Regions from separate parts of the Sus scrofa genome. Here region 2 is linked to region 1. Evidence: chromatin contacts called from public Hi-C data. All regions are on one chromosome and are shown on one strand. The core of a region is the stretch at or near the end of the contact, and the rest is flanking DNA. Distances in the headings are between cores, read along the strand shown. Region 1 has its middle 320 kb from the start of C10H10orf113. Region 2 holds the start of PLXDC2 (plexin domain-containing protein 2).

Evidence for each region. A called contact is a pair of places that touch in the nucleus more often than the background predicts.
Region 2: a Hi-C map of omental adipose tissue shows a contact between it and region 1, with 1.5 times the contacts expected there. The contact joins the promoter of PLXDC2 here to the enhancer-like site in region 1. A contact is called at or near these places in 1 of 5 promoter capture datasets (liver), 6 of 47 Hi-C or Micro-C datasets (embryonic fibroblasts, fetal skeletal muscle, fibroblasts and 2 more) and 1 of 2 datasets of contacts at active chromatin or transcription factors (skeletal muscle).

Annotation. Positions count from the first base shown.
Region 1 is chr10:53,966,159-53,973,211 of Sscrofa11.1, forward strand. No RefSeq gene overlaps it. Among named protein-coding and RNA genes, the nearest start is that of C10H10orf113, 320 kb to the left of the region's middle. Within about 2 kb of position 4,578, at least 5 of the 83 cell types and tissues checked have an H3K27ac peak or open chromatin away from gene starts, as enhancers often do. A contact at or near this core is called in fetal skeletal muscle and omental adipose tissue, where this site is marked.
Region 2 is chr10:54,673,452-54,679,665 of Sscrofa11.1, forward strand. It overlaps PLXDC2 (plexin domain-containing protein 2), which reads right to left and starts at 3,782. Exons shown (of 15, transcript XM_021064961.1): 1 at 3,639-3,782; 2 at 2,077-2,856. The coding sequence starts at 2,188.

The DNA of each region.
Region 1 (7,053 bases), core at 3,328-5,827:
GGTCAGGAGTCTAGGACTTAGGATTTCAACGCTCCTGGTTTTCTTGTTGCACTGCACTGCCTCAAGATGCTCGGCTCTGCAGTGAGGCTGTGCCCCTGGGTCTCTCCTGCTCTGACTCCAACACTTGGTAATGATCTTGAGCCAGGCAACCCACTGCTGCAGGCCCCGGTCACTGTTGCTCAGTTACACTCTGAAGAAGGAAGATTTCCCACCTCTTCTCTCTCAGGTTGGCATCAAGGTGTCAGGATCAGCTTCACTCATTGCCCTCTTCAGAGGAAGCCCACACCTGCTCTGCTGGAGGGGGTGTGGATATCCACCGGATGTGGAGGTGTGGTCCCCTCCTCACCCCACATCCCTCATCTCACCTCCAAGGCCTCCCCAGAACCTCCCCCTTGTACCCCCAGTGCACAGCGGATGATAGTCACGGAATGCTGGACCTCAGTTGGTGTTATCTTCACTGTGTCTTATTTCCGCGTCTGTCTTTGAAGTTTCCTCAAAGTTCCCCCTCCCAGGAGGTGGGGGACTGAGACCGCACAGTTGGTCCGTCCTCTTGCATCCCTGCTGGATCCTCTCTCTACCTGGTCCTGGTGCGTAGTCACCAAGTCAGTGTTGACCTGTGCAAGTGCAGTCCCTGATTTCCCCGAAACAATATGGCTTGCTTTCAGCCTTTATATCCACTCTTTCTAAACATAGAAACGCATTATACAGAGCTAGAAGCGTGGAGCACTTACTAAGGAAACACAACAGCTTACTGAGGAAACAGAGCATCCATTCGTGTCAACACTGATGATGCACTTACCTGTGTTGTCTAAGCTTCCTCTCACTTTCAGCAGATTGGTTTCAGGATGCTGAGTGGCTGACAGACCTGGAACTCATGGAGATGGTTTATCGGGGTGGAGGGAAGCCAAAGAAAGAGCTGTTGTCTAGGTTGGCAGGTCCAGTCTAAAGAATGACACCACCTTCAGCTCTTTGAAGGTGCTCCCTAACTCCTGTGCTGGGGTTTCTCCATCTGTTCGGGAGAGATAAGCTTTCCCTTTCATGCATGTTCTGTATATTCTGCTTGTAAAAGAACCTTGCACAGAACTTATCTCGTACTATGTGCTTAGTGGCAGCAGAGACCAGAGTGGCCCGCTGTGGGGATGCTCTTGTCAAATATTATAAGAGAAGCCTCTTCCATTTCATCTTCTGTGGGGCCATTGAGTGGCCAGGACAAAAGATGAGTGCAAATCCATGCACTCAATAAGAGCGGGTTAAATATTAATTGAGCACTAATTAAATATGATGAGATAATACAAAGGCCTGTAAAGGCTCCTAGGTATTGGGTTAGGAGAAGATCTGGGTAGAATAATTCTATTACTTTTAAAATATTTAGATATTTATGCCAGTAAGTTCTGTGTAATCGATAGGGCTGGCAGATTTTTACATAGTGTGCTTTGTAAATTACCATTTAGAATATTAATTTCAGAAGTAGAAAAATAGTGATACATGGTGACCTTTAAAAATGCTTGGTTAATTGAATCCTAGTATTTAAACACTAGTAGGTTTAATTATATTAAAGTGACACAAGAGGGCAGCTGTGTACTGTTTCTGAGTACCTTTGGCTATAGTAGATTAGGCTAAAATTGAATATGTGAGTAATTAGTAGATAAGAGCTCATCTTTCATAAACTTACTATATAGATGTAATAAAATGATTTTAAATTATTTGATAAAATTATATATTCTTTTATAAAAAGAAATGAGTTAATTTTTTTATACTGCTCACATCCTTACTGGCAAATAAAAGCCAACAAGCTACGATACCTAATATCCTGCTGATTATCCACAGTTACTCTAGTGATGGAGAACTTCTGATGATATCTTGAAGATCGCTTGGCTGATCTGAGGGTGGGGTGGGAGAATGGGTGGAACGGGCTCATAAAGTGAGGCATAGTCTGGTCCCCACCAGAAGCCTACGCAATGGAATGAAATGCGTGTCCTATGCATCAGAGTCTAGCAGTCCTGTGGGGCTGGACAGGAATGTCTCACTCAGCTTCTGTGTTTTCCCCTGGATCTTGGGAGTTGCCTTACTTCTGATACCTTTGGTTGTTATCCTTTGAACCCACAGCAGGTAAATACCTGCATGATACCTGGAGTCTCCTGGCTAAGCCACAGTATGACTTCCATGAGTGTGTCCCGTCCTGGGGGTCAGGGAGGTTCTGGGCACTAGGACAGTGGGCCCAAAGGACACTGAGCACAGCTGGAGTGTCCAGGTCGAAATTACATCGGTTGAAGGGGCTGAGGACAGTGGGAGAGAGAGCTGTGTCTCAGCATTGATCATGAATGGAGCCGAAATGGATCTCCTGTGCTTCAGGAGAATACACCTGGTTTGTGAAAATGGGCAGCTGCAAAACTTACAGAGCTTTCCTCAAAATGAAGGCAGAGAGATCGTTGTTACTTAAATCATTTCAATAAACATTTATTAATTTTCAACATGTGGCCAGGTCCAGTCTGTGTGGTGCAAAGAAGCCAAACAGCATCTTCTGACAAGAACTGAATTGACCAGGGAGGAGGTGGGTGGGGAATGGTACCTTAGTCCGGGATGTAGTAGAGCCATGCAGTCTGCAGAGCATGCTGGCTTGACAAAGATACATGGAGCCTGGGAAAGACACCTGGGGCCCCTGCTGCCCAGAGTGACGCCATGGAGAGAAAGTACAGTGGAACCCCTACTGGCAGTGAGGACAGGGCAGGCCAGAGGGGGTGTGGCATAGAGACCTAAGAGCTGGCTGTGGGATGGCTCATCCAGATACAGCAGGACAGGGGCATGTGTCTAAGGCCCTCATGCCAGGTCCCATTCAAGCATTAGGGACAAGACATAAATCCAGAAGTCTGAGGTGGAAATTCAAAATGGGCATGGCGCATGGGCAGTTTTGGCAAGAGGAAACAGGGAGGCGATGAAGCTCAGAAATTTCAAAGCCAGGAAGAGCATCCAGAGTGAACCCCGCCTGCATGAGTCTGGATGCCGTTGTTGATTCCAAGTCAGAAAACACTTTATTTTCTGTGCGGGTTTAAGACAGTTTTCCTGGTAAAGACAAGAACATCCCCACAGCTGCTGGTTCTCTGGAGAGTCCCTGGATTCTAACAGAGGAGCACAATCTATATAACAAATGTCTGGAAATGGAGAGGGAGCCTTAATTCACGCCGTAAGTTTACGTCTTCAGGTGCAGCCAAGTTTCCTCCCTGGTGCTGGAGGAATTCAAATATGTAATCAGGGAGTCACTGATTACACTGCGACTGGTAATTTGTTAAAGAAAAAATCATGTACAACAAGAATCAAAAAGTTAATGTCAAGTAAATGTTACAAGTTAGGAAAAGGGGTGAACCCCAGAAACTACAGACTACTAACTTCGGTCAATGTTTGGTTAAATTATAGAATGAATTTAAAGCAGATGTCTTATGAACACTTTGAAAGGAATGTGTTGACTCTAGAAGACATGGAATCACCAGGAATAACTCATGCCAGACTAACCTCATCTTTTATGAAAGCATTTTACTGAGCTGGGAGGTCAGAGGAGTAACACAGAATGAGCATTTCTTGGTTTTAGGAAAATGTTTGGCACAATCGGTCAAGATATCACTGCGGATAATATGGCAAAATACACATAGCCATGAAAGTATTCTGGGAGAGCCGGGACCTGTTTGAAAACGCCGTGAGAACAAAACATTTGCTACACAATGAAATTTGGTGAGTTCCCAAGGTGACTCTTGCAAATTCTTACTAGAGTACCTAAGAATGCCCAAGCAAGAAGAAAACTAAAATTAGGACTGCCTGGCACATTAGTGGTAACATCAAGGGGAAATTGTACTGAATTCAAGACCAGTGAAAATGCCAATCAGTTATCGTTAAATCATCGCCTAAACAGGTGAGTGCATGTAAGTAACTGTAGGTGGAAAGACTTGCTCTTTTCTCCTCTGTGTCGTCTCTGCTTTAGAAACATAGATTCAATAAAACAAAGAAACTGGATCGCATCCCGCTCTGCATGGGAAGAAAGACTCCAGTCGCAAAGAGCAACAAAACCTAAGGATAATTCTAGTAAGAACTGAATGGATCTTAGAAGAAAATTATAGAACTCTGCTAAGTGATACGAAAGTATGAATAAGTGGAGAACCCCACTCCTGAGTGAGAAGAGTAAACATTGCCGGTATGTTCATTCTTCTGTAATTAACGACAAGCTTTTAATACAATCATGAAGAATTTCTTTTTCGGATTTGACAGGGCTCTAGGGGGAAGAGACTGAGAATGGCCTGAAGGGCATGGCTACAAGGCCTCCATCCAGGCAGGAGGAGCCATGGGGTGTCCGCGAAGTCCAGAGTGGCCCAGAGGGAGGAGGAGGAGAGTCAGGAGCGAGGCAGCTGGGAGCTCAGCGGGGCCAGAGTGCGCAAGGCCCGGGAACCTCAGTGGCCGGGTTGGTCTTTATCCCCAAGAACAATGAGAAGTTATTAAAGGTTTTTCAACAGTGAAATAAAACGATGAGACTTGAGGTTTAATTTAAAAGCCCCCCTTCTGCTGAGTGGAGAATAAATCAGAGCGGGTCCAGAGAAGAGTAGAGAGTGATTAGTAGCAATGGCAATAAGCAGGTGATGGGATGGTATGAGGCTGGTGCCAACGGCGAGGGAGACAGAAGAGCAAGGCGACGTGGGTTCCCCATAGCATCCCGAAAACCAAGGCCGTCATACCGCTGCTGGAAGACGGGCCAGTTCTTTACACCAATGTCAGTCTACTCTTACGGGAACAGGGAGAGGAAATAATAATCTTTGGAGTGTGTGTGTGGTGGGGGGCATCGTGGCCCCACGGTGGCCTGCAGTCTGCCGGCGGCGCTTTGGCTGGTCGGGCGGCCCCAGGGAGCCGCCGTAGTCGCCCGCCTCCTGCGACCTCACGTCTCCGTTGCCGGCATCGCGCAGCCTCCGCAGCCTCCGAGGGCGACGTGGAAGACGCCCAGGAGCTCCGCGTCCCGTCGGAGGGAGCGCAGGGACCGCGTCGGGAGGCGGCAAAATGTTCCCTCCGAGACGTGGAACGCGGTGGCCACGTGGAGCTGGGACGTGGAGGGCGACACGTGCGCCGCCGTCTGCAGGGTCCAGGTGAGGGATGCCTGGCTTAGATGTTAAGCCGAAAACGGGAGGATTGTGTTGTGGCGGCGGGGGGGGGGGGGGGGTGGTGGAATGTAACCATTCCTTCCACAACTGCTGCATGTCTCTGGGTGCACCAGAAGAGTTGCCCTGTGTGCCAGCAGGACCGCGTGGTCCAAAGAATCAGCCACGGGCAGCGGTGGAGGTATTCTTGGTGCAGTTGTGTGGAGCCCTGTGGGGTCTTGTTATCGAGTGTCCTGTGAAGGCTAGAACTCTCCAGGGGGGCTAAGTCTTCTAATAGGACGTGATGGATCTGTGGTCCTTGAGACTCATCAAAGCCATGGTTTAGCCTTTTTTCAGGTTCCCCCCCCCCCCGGAAATTCTCTACAATTAAGAAGATAATTTGGAGTTCCCTTCATGGCTCAGTGGTTAACAAACCCGACTAGGATCCATGAGGATGGGGGTTCGATCCCTGGCCCCTCTCAGTGGGTTAAGGATCTGGCATTGCCCTGAGCTGTGGTATAGGTCGGATCCCGAGTTGCTGTGGCTGTGGTGTAGGCCGGCAGCTGTAGCTCTGATTCGACCTGGGAACTTCTATATGCTGCAGGTGCAGCCCTAAAAAAAAAAAAAAAAATGGTAATTTATTAAGGATGGTCTTTGATACCTGTGTGGTACTTGTATCTAACCCTGCATAGAAGCACTGTTAAAAAAGAGAACTATACATTGAACAGCTTTTGTAACTTACTGACTGATATCCAAGGGGCCATGGAAGCAGTTCCATTTAGAAGCAGGCTTTTTGCATGCTTATGGTTGATCAGCTTTTTTAAAAAAGATAATGTTATAGTAACAAGTCAAGTGCAGTTTATTTTTTTTTATTTTTTTCTTCCTCCTAGATTCTTTATTTTTTTTCATTTTTTATTACTCAAATGAATTTATCACATTTGTAGTTGTATAATGATCATAACAATCTGATTTCACAGGATTTCCATCCCACAGCCCAGGCACATCCCCCCACCCCCCAAACCATCTCCTCCGGAGACCATAAGTTTTTCAGTGTCTGTGAGTCAGCATCTGTTCTGCAAAGAAGTTCCGTCTGTCCTTTTTTCAGATTCCACATGTCAGTGAAAGCATTTGAGGTTGGTGTCTCATTGTATAGCTGACTTCACTTAGCATGATAGTTTCTAGCTCCATCCATGTTGCTAAAAATGCTGGTATTTCATTCTTTTTGATGGCTGAGTAATATTCCATTGTGTATCTGTACCACATCTCTGGATCCACTCCTCTGTCGATGGACATTTAGGTTGTTTCCATGTCTTGGCTATTGTAAATAGTGCTGCAATGAACATTGGAGTACATGTGTCTTTGCGAGTCGTGGTTTTCTCTGGATAGATGCCCAGGAGTGGGATTGCTGGATCAAATGGTAGTTCTATGTTTAGTTTTCTGAGGAATCTCCATACTGCTTTCCACAGTGGTTGCACCACTTTACAATCCCACCAATAGTGTACTAGAATCCCTTTTTCTCCACACCCTCTCCAGCACTTATTGTTTGTAGACTTTTGGATGATGGCCATTCTGGCTGGTGTAAGGTGGTACCTCATTGTGGTTTTGATTTGCATTTCTCTAATAATTCAAGTGCAGTTTAAAATCCAACTCTTATCTTTAATCTGCTCCTAATATTTATTTTTGGCAGAGAGGATGATTCACGAAATCTTTATTTGATATAATGAGAATTTTAGGCTTGGACCAGTGAATATGGTAAAATAAAACTTAACCTTCAGTGTGTAGGAGGATTTCAGTTGTCTTTTGGGTTATCATCCTTTGTCTTTGGCTCATCAAGAAAACCTAGATCTCCACTCACCTCACTCTTCGGTCATTGAGTGGTAAACGACAGAAGTATTTTCAAGTTCTGGTTGTATTGTTTTGTAATTGAACTGTTTTGGGTGGAATG
Region 2 (6,214 bases), core at 2,532-5,031, 710 kb after region 1:
CTATTTTACAAAGGAGACAATATTCTTCTTCCATTTCATTGCTACAGTCTGTATATTACAGCAGGCTAACCATTTATTTCCAAGATTACTTCATAAAACTAATGCATACTGATGTCCAAGAAAGAAGCTACTTCAGTTTGTAATAAATCTCAAAAAAATTGCCTAGAAATTGAAAACTCTTCCTTTTTCAGTCAATCCTATAACTACATGGGCTTCTAGAACAGTTTTCTACCAGAAATACTGGTTTATAATACCTGTGGATTTATGTTGAATAATTAATGTATTTAATATTCCCCAAAGTACAGGCTTTCAACCATCGGAATGGTATGGATTCTATCCTCAATTTGAGAACTTAGAAGAGTAAATTTATTTTATATATTTTTTAGTAACATACTAATGAAAAAAGTTCAGAATAAAACATTTGCTGACTTTTTTCTTCACTGTAGATGTACTGTTTATCTCCAGTGCCAAATAAGTTTTCAAATAAATAACTTGGGATGCATTTTGTTACACACACCTCTCTACCTCCTTTGGGATGAAGTAAATTGCTTTCTTTAAGCATTTATGTCGTGAATATGCCCACGAAAACTGCTACTTCACTTTTTTAAATAAATGTGCTGCTCCCTAGATGAACAGAAGTCTTATTTTTTCAAAACTAATGAAATGTATCAGACAAGCAAATAGTAGGTATGATCTGTAGATAAATAATACCCATTCAAAAACAACCTACGTCCATTTATGCGGAACAATTACAATGACAAAGACAAATCAACATCCAGGAAATCTGTGTTTTATTCACAGCTTTAAAAGTGTTGTCACCATGTTCCCCCGACCCCCAACAAACGCACCCCTCCAATCACAAATTGGGGCGCAGAGTCGGAACCCGTGCTTTGTAAGAACTTACACCAGGGATAGACACAGCGTTGTGGCTGCCTTGGCTTGGTAAAAATTCCTTCAAGGACTTCCTTCAGGATTCACCTCACCTGGAACCCCCAGGTGCTCTCCCTAGCCTCCCAGCTGCGACTGTCAGCTCTGACATTTGGGGATGGCTGTACCTTCCGAGGCATCACTCACCACGTCCCCTCCTCTGAATTACAAAACAAAACCTTGATTATTCTAATCAGTAAGTTTGTATTTCCTTTTTCTTCTCCCTCCAAGGGTTCGTGCTCATTCACTTCCTCTCGAAGTCTGAGGGGCAGAAATGGGGTGCAGGCACCCGAGCACAGGAAGGCAGCAGAGCCAGGGCTCAGCAGCGCTGCGCGGGGAGGAGCCAGTGGGCCCCGGGCCCAGGGCGGCGTGGCGGGCTGCGCGCTCGACCCCTGGGGTCGCGGCTCCGGGCTGGACGCGCACCTGGCTGGAGCAGCAACTCGAGCAGGAGGTGCTGCCACCGGGAATAGGCGGAGGCCAGGGCCACAGGGAAGAACCCCCTGCACGTTCAGGCAGTCTTCGAAGACGACCGGCAGAGGACAATGGGGCCAGGGGCTGGTCTCCAGAGACGCGCCCACCCCACCTCTCTCCCTCCTCGGCGCTCCGCCGCACCCACCCCGCCCCACTTTCAGCGGCTGCCCTGCAAGGAGGGAGCAGAGGTGGGGATTGCCCGGGGAGGAAGGTGCGGCCACTGGGAATTTTCTCCAGCAGAGGGGAGCCCTGCAATCACCGGTTGCCACACCAAAGCCCCCACCCACTGCCCCCATCACGCACTCGCTCCGTTTATCCTGGCAGCAGGGAAGGGGGAGGAGCCGGAGAGGACACAGCCCAGGATGCCAGCTCCTAGGCGAGGTACCCAGGGAAGGTTTGCTCTTCCACAGTCCTCTCTGGACGCGTTGGGGGAGTCACTACCACCCCCTGCAGCTCAGGTGAAGCAAGCCCGAAATCCTTAGGAAAACCCCCAGACCCTATCACCCAACTCATTCAGCCAACCTTCTTTTCCCCAGATGATGACGAGCCCAAGTTTACTCGAAATGCAATTGCAATAACTTTGCCAAGGGCATATAGATGAAGTGAGGGTAGGCTGAGAATGGGTGCCAGAGAGGTCTCCAGCTGGGCAGAAAAGCAACAAGCGAAAGTGCATCTTACCGTGGACTTGGTTTCCAGGCGTCCCTGCAGCGAACTGAAACCGGTCCATTAAAAAGTGGCAAAGTAACACAACTCCTGCAGCTGCCAGGTCGGCTCGCGGGAACCTCGCCATGCCGCCGCCGCGACCTCCCTCCCCCTCCCCGCCAGTCCTTCCCGGGCGCCCGGGGCTCCGGGGCTCCGGTTGGGAATGAGGACCGCGGGGCCGAACGCTGCGGACCGGTCCCGGCAGGACGCAGAGGCCTTTGTAAAATTCGCTCAGACTTCACGCCCGGGAGCCAAGAAGAGAAAAAAGGAAGTGCGAGGCGAGCGCAGTCTTCTCCGGACCTCCAGGTCTCTCTTCACAACTTGCCACAACACTCACAGCCCTCACTCCAGACACAGACTAGCAACTGCGGAGGCGAAAGGCCACTTGCAGCCGGAGCTGGCAAACTCTCCGCTCCGCACGGGCAGCGCCACCCCGGTGCCCGCTGACGGTGACTTCCGAGCCGCGGCGATGCGCTCCACTGGGTTCAAAACAGATCTAATTCCACAGTCAGCTAGGGTGCCTCCTCCAAATCCGAGAGGGCTTTCGGAACTTTCCCCAGTCTTGGGATGGCCCCGCGGAAGATTCGGGTTTGCGGGAAGGGGGTTACTGTGGGCTGGCGAAACCCCTCCGACAAGTTTTTCTTCTTTTCTTCGCCCGATGCAGGGCGTGCGTCCTCGCTCGCAGCCGGAGGGATGGGCAGCCCCTGGGAAGGCTCGAGCTGCAGCAGTCTGAGGTCCGGAGGCAGGAAAAATGTACTGGAGGGGAGAAAAGGGGGTGAGGGTGAAGAAGAAAGAAATGAGGAGGAAAAAGTCAGGCTGAAACCTATTGGGAGAGGGTTCCTCCCGGCTAAGGAGGAGGTGGTCCCAAGCACCGCAGAGCCCGGGAGTTTGGTGGCGGAGGAGGCGCCGCCGCCGCCGCGCTCCCCCGCGCTCCTGCTCCACACTTTGGGGAGGGAAGGCAGCTCGCAATTTGCCAGATCCGCCGCGGCACCCTCCTCCCTCCTCCCTCCTCCCTCCCCCTCGCTCCTCCAGGCGTCTCCCACCTTCCTTCCCGAAACCGGCAGCTCGCACCGACCTGTCCAATGGCTGCACTTTCCTCGGGGCTGGCAAAGGAGTCGCCGAGAGATTAAACCGGGGGAGCGAAGCAGGGGGGAGTGAGAGGGCAACTCCAGCTCGCCGTGCCCGGGGCAGCCGGCGGCCTGGAGCGCCAGCAGAGAAGGCGAAAAGGCGAACACGGAGGGCGGGGAGCGCCGGACTGCACCTCTGCGCCGCCCGGGCGCCATCCCTGCACCGGGCTCGCACCCCCTGCAGCCCGGCCAGCGGCGCCCGCAAGCCCCTGGCCCTGGGCCGCCCGCACGCCCGCCTGCGGGGAATCGCGGCCCAGCAGCGGACCCTGCAGCGGACCCAGCGGGCGCCCGGCGCCAGTGGGGGCTTCCTGGGCGCTAAAGGGTTAATTCCAGTACGCCATTCCCGGGAGGATGTGTGTGGCGGGGGTTGGGGTGTGAAGAAAGCAAACCCGAGCCAATTCGGATACCGACCCTGCGCAGCCCCTTCGGACCCCAGACCCGCGGGCGGGTGGAAGGACGAAGGGAGCGCGGTAGCCTGGTCCAGCCGCGGCCGCTGCGAAGTGTCAGCGGGAGCGAAAGCGAGAGTTTAAAGGAACAGAAGGCCCCCTGAATTTCCACCGGGGGCTTTAACAGGCTTTTGCTGGCTGGTTTGTTTTTGTTTTTTCAGCTCGCGGAAGTGCTTCAGCGTTAACCCTTTCCAGCCCTCTAGACACTTTACATCTTATTTTACATAGTTGACCTTATTTTTCAGGGGGTAAATGCAGAGAACGGAATGAAAGCATATTGGTTAAAAAGTACAGATTTCTAGCACCAGACTAGGATGGAATTTCACCTCCCTCACTAAATAGCTGTACGACTTTGAGCAATTTCCTTAACTTCTTAGCGCCTCGCTTCCCCAACCATCAAATGGGGAGAACTGTAGTTATGCCTTTATAAAGTTGTATTGGATTACATGAGTTAATACTGAATAATTAAGGAATTGAGACCAGTTCCTGGCGCAATGTACATGACTTCAGGTTTCTTAAATTAAGAAAAGAGAGGGAAGGAAGAAGAGAGAGGGTGTTCTAAATCAAATGAAGAATTCGCTTCAGTGCTTCTAAGTGCAAAAGGTCCTGTTGGTCTTGTCCACCTTTTTTTTTTTTTTTTTTTTTTTTGGTCATTTTAGGGCCACACCCTCGGCATACGGAGGTTCCCAGGCTAGGGGTCAGAGCTGCAGCAGATGGCCTACACCACAGCCACAGCAACACCAGATCCAAGCCCTGTCTGCAACCTACACCACAGCTCACGGCAACACTGGATCCTTAACCCACTTAGCAAAGCTGGGGATCAAACCCACAACCTCATGGATGCTAGTCAGAGTCACGTCCACTGAGCCACGATGGGAACTCCCAGTCTTGTCCACTTTTCGGCATGCTTTGAAAAATTTATGGGTGCCATCAATAACCACCTTAATTTGATCTCAGTGCCCACTGGAAGTGGGCCCTGATACTCAAACTACTATGCTAATTTGATACTGAAAGAATGCCTCTCTCATGGTTACTTAGCTGAAGAGAAGAAGAACGGGAAGTGTAACATGTTTTCCTCAATGCAGTATTCAGTTTACTGTTTATTTTGTAGACGCGCACACACACACACACACACACACACACGCCTTGCATACAACACTTTTTTAATGCTCTTTGCTAATCTCCTGAGCTTTTTCTCAACCAGTTGATTCCTTCCTCCTCACCTTACTTAGAAAAAACTGGTTCTTTAACTTCTGCTCAACCAAGTTTTCAAGTTCTATGTAACAATGACATCCAAAGGTGAGTACCTGAGGTAGTTACCTAATGAACATTAAATTGGAAAACTGAATCTCTCTATCAAAATCAACCCCGATTGTCATTTAATTAATGCCATTTTTTTTGGTCTATATCCCTAGTGACATCACGACTTCAGGAACCTTTGCATAAACCTTCCCAAAATGTTCTGTACTACTCTATTTCCCATTTATATGCAAAATTATGGGGGCCCAGCAGGAGCCATTTCAAAAAAGCATCTCTCCTTTCAGTTTGGCTTTTTCCCCTCAGCTTTCACAGTAGAAAAATGGGTGTTTCCTGTTTCTCTGAGAAGAAACAAGTCCTCCTCCACCATCCTTTTCTTTTCTTTTTTCCCCTTTATTATTGGATGTGCCAATTAGCAGTGTTTATTTTTTCTTGCTTATTGTCAGCAATGCTTTGCCCTCCTGAGTGAAGCTGTGTACCTAAGTGGATGCCAAAAATTCAAAGGGAGGCAAGTGGTAATTCAGAGTGAGTCCTGAGGGGCTTTGATGTGTTTTGTCTATCTCACTGGTGCTGTTGCATTTCGCTCATATCTTCATCTTATTCTGAAGAGCCGCACACATAGGAAATACTTAAGTATGGGAGAAGAGGCAGGTAAAGCAAAAATCAATCATGCATGATGACTTAGTGCTCAGAACAAAGTAAGAAAGAACATCATAATAAAGTTAAGCTTTGGTACACTGCCTTAAAGGTCAACAATAATTACTTGTAAGAAATTACTTTTCCTTTACATTACAGCAAGTAACAAGTAACAAAAATGTATGTGGGATGGTAGGTTCTGAGTGAAATAGAAAGTCCACTGCCCATGTAATCCTGGCTAATTAAAAGTCGTGTACTTTGTGGCCTAAGTGATCTGAGTTTGCCATATACATTTCACTACAGAAGAGTCTATTTCAGTTTCATGAAGAGAAATTAAGATGTTTCTGTGGTAGAAGTTTCATCTTCCATCTGATTTGAGAGAAGAGTTATCATGAGTGAGGCTTGTTTCTACTGACTATAGTTTTTAAAAGCTGGGACATTTGTTTGTTTTGCTTGTTGCTCACTGGCTTAATTTTAGCTAACCTCTCAAGGAACAAATGAATTAGGAATCACAAAGAAGCAAGACTTGAGTTCTCTGTTCATGGCAAAGATCTGGAGTTGCACAGCAGAAATTATCACAACATTGTAAATCAACTATACTTCAATAAAACTTTAAAAAACTACACAAAACAAAAGATCTTGGAATTC